Regions from separate parts of the Mus musculus genome. Here region 1 is linked to region 2. A link is a contact called in public ChIA-PET data. All regions are on one chromosome and are shown on one strand. Each heading gives the region's core, a stretch centred on a gene start, on an enhancer-like site or on the middle of the called end of the contact. The rest is flanking DNA. Distances are from core to core; before and after follow the strand shown.

Evidence for each region. ChIA-PET counts read pairs in DNA pulled down with a chosen protein or histone mark.
Region 1: a contact with region 2 is called in an RNA polymerase II ChIA-PET map of memory CD8 T cells, with 113 read pairs. The contact joins the enhancer-like site here to the promoter of Sertad2 in region 2. A contact is called at or near these places in 6 of 484 Hi-C or Micro-C datasets (the Ba/F3 cell line, CD4 T cells, the G1E-ER4 cell line and 3 more) and 4 of 115 datasets of contacts at active chromatin or transcription factors (effector CD8 T cells, large pre-B cells, memory CD8 T cells and 1 more).

What each region holds. Positions count from the first base shown.
Region 1 is chr11:21,170,756-21,173,885 of GRCm38.p6, reverse strand. No RefSeq gene overlaps it. Among named protein-coding and RNA genes, the nearest start is that of Vps54, 67 kb to the left of the region's middle. Within about 2 kb of position 1,400, at least 40 of the 459 cell types and tissues checked have an H3K27ac peak or open chromatin away from gene starts, as enhancers often do. A contact at or near this core is called in the G1E-ER4 cell line, effector CD8 T cells and memory CD8 T cells, where this site is marked.
Region 2 is chr11:20,630,349-20,633,414 of GRCm38.p6, reverse strand. It overlaps Sertad2 (SERTA domain containing 2), which reads right to left and starts at 1,438. Exons shown (of 2, transcript NM_001038625.1): 1 at 1,142-1,438.

The DNA of each region.
Region 1 (3,130 bases), core at 151-2,650, 540 kb before region 2:
TAGATGGGGCTAGATAGATAGATCGATCGATCTATTTCTCCAGTTCTTTTGGACTGAGTACTAGACTTGACTTACCCCTCCTCACTTCTTGAGGATCATGTCACATGACCTCCCTGACCCAGGGTTTGGTTTTTTTTTTTCTCTATCTTATTTTGCTTTATCTTTTATCTTCAGCAGAAGCAGCATTTCAAAACATCAAGGCTGACTCCATAGTCAGCATTTGAATGTACTTATGTACACTTAAATATGCTTAAGTGCAGATGTTCCCCTGAATCTATGTGTATTTATGTCTATGTGTGCACATACATACATATGTATATGCATGTGAAGGTCAGAGTACAACTTGAGGAGCCCTTCCTTGTTTTGGAAATAGGGTCTCTCACCTGTGACTTGGCGCTCACCTGTTAGGTTAAGCTCACTGTAGCTGAGTCCCAGAGATCTGTTGCTATCTCACCAGTACTGGAATTTTAAGTGTGTGCCACCTTGCCCAGCTTTTAACTGTGGAGAGCTTTGGGGGCTAGAAACTTGGCAGGAATGTGACTTTGGGCCAGGACAGGGAAGTGGGCTCAGATATCTTGGTCATCCTGATAAGCTCCTAGAAACAGTGATCAAGGGACCTTGTTTATTGCCTTGCTTGTTCCTTGACTATTTGTGTTTATTGTCTTCCTTGTTCCCTTGACCTACCACTGACCTTATCACTTGCATGAAATTAAAATGGTATAAAAGCAGACTGGGAAAAAATAAACCCGCTTCAGCCTCAGCACTGGCTGGGGTCAGGCAACAGTGTTGTCTAATTGTCTTTTTTTTTTTCTTTTTAATCCTTGCTCCTGCCCTGGAGAACCTGTTGACTGACTGAGCTGGCTTAGTCATTTAACATAAGTTTTGGGAATGTCCTCAGGCTTGTGTAACAATAGCCCAAGTACCGTCCCTGAGTTTGTGTTTTTAACAAAATATAAAATGTTTTTTATAAGTATAGATATTAAAATTCTATACTGTTCAATAGCTCCCATTCTATTTCTTATTTATTTATGTATTGATTGTTTATTTGAGATAATGTCTTACTCAGAGGCCAGGCTGACTTGTTACTAAGTAGTCCATGCTGTCTTCAAACTTAGAGTCCTCAGACTCCTGAGTGCTAAGATTCTAAATGTAAGCTACCACTCTTGGCCCTGTTTCTTTGTGTGTATGCTCAGGCGCGCGCACGTGTGTGTGTGTGTGTGTGTGTGTGTGTGTGTGTGTGTGTGTGTGTGTACAGCCCTTTCTATGTTCACTTATGCTTGTCTACCTCTTGTCCTCTAACTGCTGTAGAAGTTTACCATGACATCTATGTACAATTACCTTATCTCCAACTGACACAGACTGCCTCTAACCACCCTGTACCACAGACAGCAGCCCTGTGATACTCATACTCCTGCCCACCTCCTCATGGCCCTGTGCAGAGGGGATTTCTGAGTCACAGGTACACCCACACACACATGCAGCCAGAAAACTCTTTAGAATAGGTGCGCGTGTACACTCCTAACAGCAGTGAGCATGGGCTCTTGGTTTTTACATGTTTTCTAAGACTATCATGCTTTTCCAGCTTCCCCGTTTTTACAAATCAAAGGGCATTAAGTAGTATCTAGGATTCTTTAACTGCTTTTCTTGATTACGGTGACTCTGAACTTCTCTTGACTCTTAAGCATTTAGGTTAATGCTTCTGAGAACTAGCCACTTAGACCTTCGACAGCATTTCTGTCGTGTGCCTTGTCTGACTTACCAGAGCTCCTTTGCAAGCTGGGTTTTAGCTCCTTGTTGGGTTGAGGCATTACAAGTATCCCTTCCCAGCTGTCCTCTGCCCAAGTTTGTGACAGTATTCATACACCGGCAATCTTATTATTGCTGCAGCCAAACCTGTCAAGCTATTAATCTGTAGCTTGTACTTTTTGAATACTGTTAACAAAGTTCCCACCTCAAAGTCCCATATACACGCACATGTTTCTCTACTAGCTGTTTGGTTTCAGACCTCAGGATAGGCATAGTTTACACATCAAAGCAGACCTGGTCTCCAGGTTCTCCCAGCATCCCTCAGTCCCTACCTGGCATACCCTGCCCCCAGCCCTGAACTTCTAGCCCAGTGCCTGGGCTGCTCTTCCACCAGACAGAGTCTCTTCCCTATATATAATCCAGACATTTTGGTCTCCCTGCTCTCTCCTTCTTTCTCCCCATGGTGACTTCCCTGGCTTTGGTCCTTGGGGCAGTGAATTCACCCAAGATCAGCTTCCCAATAAACCTGCATTTAATATCTAATCTGTCTTGAATTGGCTCACTTTGCTGGCAGAAAAGTAACTTATCACTAGCTTTATCATCTTTCTTATTTTTTTATAATAAATAAAATAAAACATGAGATTGTTATTGCTCTATGCTTTTAACGCTAATGCAGTGCTGGCCATATTCTAGGAACTTAGAAAGTCATAAAGTCTCCTTCCATCTCTAGTCCTGCTTCTTTGGAAGCCAAGTGAAGGGAGGTGGAGGAGGCTCAGAAGGCTCCCTGGTCAAGGGCATCAGAAAGAGCACAGCTTCTCTCTCTGCCCTGTTGAGAGACCAGGCAGTTTCCTCAGGCAGACTGATAGGACATGGCTATGAATGGACAATAAAGATCATTAACCTCCAAGATGGCTGCCTTCTTCACCCTATTGACCTGGGACAAAGGTCTTGTTGGCTTAAAACAGAAGCCTGGTGGGCTTGTTTTTTCTTAGAAGTATGACTCCCCAATGGTGGATTGGTTTGGTCAGTTCAAAGTCAGACCAGGATGTGTTTAGGCCCAACCTATGGACCTATCAACCTCCCTGTCATTGTTCAAACTGGCCAACTCTAAACTGGAGGAAGACCCCCTCACAGACCCCCTCACAGACTCCCGGCCCTCATGGAGAGGCAGAGCCTCTGGAGTGAGCTCTCTATCTGCCCTGCAGAGGCTCTTTCTCTGTGTGCCTTGCTGTGTGTACATTTCCCCCACCAGCTGGCTCTGTTTCTCCAAGTCTGAGTTTCCTTTTACTGCTACCTGCTGTGCTTGGGATGTTTCCTCATTTCTCACTCTTCAACTGGCAGAGAAAGCAAACCCTCAGAGCCCCAGACAGTAGGACTGCCACGG
Region 2 (3,066 bases), core at 189-2,688:
TGGAGCCTTCCAGGAGGTTAAGTGGAGCCCAGGCCCACCTCATTCCTGCCAGTCACAAAAATTACAAAAAGCAATTCTGAACAGTTAGGGCCTGGGCCATCCTACTGGTGACTACAACCTCCAGGCCCTTTTCCATAGGTTCTGAACACTTCTTAACAAATACTAGGAATTCAAAAGCACGTTTCAAGAACAAAGCTTGAAAACAACGACTGTTCCTGAAAGCCAGCTAGGGTTTGACTGATTCTACTTAAATAAAATCTGCCGTTTCTGAGTCTGTCCCTGCTGACTGCCCTCCACTCAGTGCCTGCAAAACCGACTTTCTACTCCTGAAACTACCTAGATGCGAGCAAAAAGTTATTCTAAAACAGTCTCACTGCTTTGCGAAACTTACAATTCAATTTTCAACTCTACTGATTTGCTACCATTCCGGCTAAAGCTAAGACAATTTATAGTTAAGAAAAATATGAACAATTCAGTACTTTCTCTCGACGCAATGGTCCTCTGAAGTGCCCAGTGTCAATGGTACAAAGTCTACGCGTCGGGACAGCTGGCTCCCCTCAGCACCGCCCCCCCTCTGCCCCGTCATAGGCGGTTAACACCAAGATGACTTGTAGATTTCTAATTTAAAAACCAGGAAGGCATTAAGTTTAATAAACATTTGGATCCAAAATCAATTCACTTGGGCACGGAAGAAAAGAGGGTGAAGAGAACTGTTTTAACGCAAAACCACCGGGAAACTCTCGAAACACAATATAGCAAGTTGGATGCAAACCCAGACACGGAACTCAAAAGTGAAGCAGCCTCCCTGCCAGCAACCGGAATCTTTAAAAAAAAAAAAAAGTCTCGCACGTTCTCAGCACCAGAGCCACCACAGCGAGCGCGCGCGCGCGCGCACACACACACACACACACACTCACACACACACACACACACCAGCTGTGACGGCAAAAGCTCCGGGCCCCTGCCGCCCGGACCCCGCCCCAGGTCGTGACAGTCGGGGTCTCCAGGCGGCCAGCGGGTGCTCCCCAACCTGCCCGGTCCGGCCTCCGCTGCCTTGGGCTCCCGCCTGGCCCAGCCCAGCACCGCCCCTCGCCCGCCGGAGCCCAACCCCGGGGAGCCTCCAGCTCGGCCCGGAACTCACCACAAGCAGGTCCACCAGGAGCTAACGCATCGGAGGGGTTTCCGCCCACCCCTCAAGCTATGCCCGCTCCATGCGGGGCGCCCCCGCCGCGGGGCCGACGGTAGCAGGGAGCTCGGCGAGGCCGGAGCTACGACTCCGGCGTCCTCTGCTTGCGAGTCGGGAACATTATACAATGGTGGAGGCGGCGGGCAGCCTGGAGGAAGCAGGAGGCGGGCGGAGTGGACGCCCGGGCCGAGAGAGGTACAGCTCGTGCTCCAGCACTCGCCGTGCGGGAGTGACGTCCGCCTGCGAGCCTCTGGCGAGCTCCGGCCAGGCCCCGTAGGCCCCACCCCCTGCCTGGCCGGGCCCCGCCCCACCAGCCCCGCCCCTGCAGTATAGGCCCCACCCTGCCCCTCCCACCTCCTACTATAGGTCCCGCCCACCCGTGCCTTCAGGTCCAGATCTCCGTAGGCCCCGCCTCCAGCCGGTCCGGACCCGCCTCAGCTTCGCAGGGCCCGCCCCGGGCCCGCCCAAGTGCCATAAATGCAGATTCCCTCAGGGTGAACTCTCAGGAAGCGGCGGACAGACACCAAGCTTATGCAGCCTCTTCTGTGGACTGAAAGCTAAATAGGAGAGGTAGAAATGGGAGCGCCCAAGCCGGACCGCCACTACTACCACTAATGGCCCCCACATACTGGAAAACAGACATGACAGAGTGGGTGATGACAAAGACGGCAGCGCTGGCACAGTCCGCAGAGGAGCGCGACCACAAATATGACAGGCATCCGAGCTATTTGGCCACTTGGGCCGGCTGGCGGGAGGATAGGGTCCACCAATGGCCCTCGGAGATATGGGAATGGGGGGAGGGGCCAAGGGCTCCGTGTGGAGCTGACGACAGAAGTTGAAATGAGTCACCAACTAGTACCTTTGGAGTCGGTCGGACATACCAGAGTTGCATCCTTTATGGAGACCATGCAGCCAACCAGAGGGAGACCACGCTTGGAGAACACAGGGAACTGGAGGCGTGGTCCTCTGCCCACAAGTTTCACGCTGATAGCCTTATCTTTCCCATTTAAAAAACAAAAAACAAAAAACCCCAAAACAACAAAAAATCCTTAATGTTTTTAACTACTCAAACTTAGCAAGGAGCTTTATATTGTCCTTAGTATTAGCATGTGCCTAAGTGGTTCGAATTTAAGAGAACTAAGAGGCCAGGGACAGCTCAACAGGAACATTTATCATTACCTTTAAAATGGCATATGCATTCTACATAAAGATATTACAAAAGAAATTCAGGCACTTTAAAATTTTGGCTGCCACTCCAATCAATAATTTCTCTTCAGACCACTTTGCTGTTTAATGGTCCATGACACTAGTTGTATTTAAGGACAATAAAGCTTTAAGACCTAACATAAAGGTCTTAAACATCAAGACAAATTTATTCCAACTCAAACTGTTCTGTAATGATTTGTTATCAATCGAGTTGATGATCCTATCAAAATTAAATATGAGCCATCACCAGTTGTAGGACCCCTACACTAGGTAGGAAGAGGCAGGCAGATCTCTCTTAGTTCAAGGTCAGCCTGGTCTACATAGGCAGTTGTAGGCCAGCCAGGACTAAATAGTGAGAATGTGTCTCTAATAATTATAATAATTATTATTATGATGTGTGCTAAACGGTAAAGGAGACAATGTCAGGTTTTATTAATTAGAGAAGTAAAAAGGTTTTTGTTGTTGTTGCTGTTTGTTTTTAGCAAATCCTTGGCATTATCAAAATCTCATATACATGTTTCATGAGGTATAACCAATATCAGCTAATTGTATATCTCTCTGGCAAGTCATTATAATAGCACAAAATGGCATCGCATAGAGTATGAGGTCTTGCTCAGTGGCATAAACTTTCACACATTTTGCTGGAGAGCCAAGATGGTTTTCATTTCTAGAGT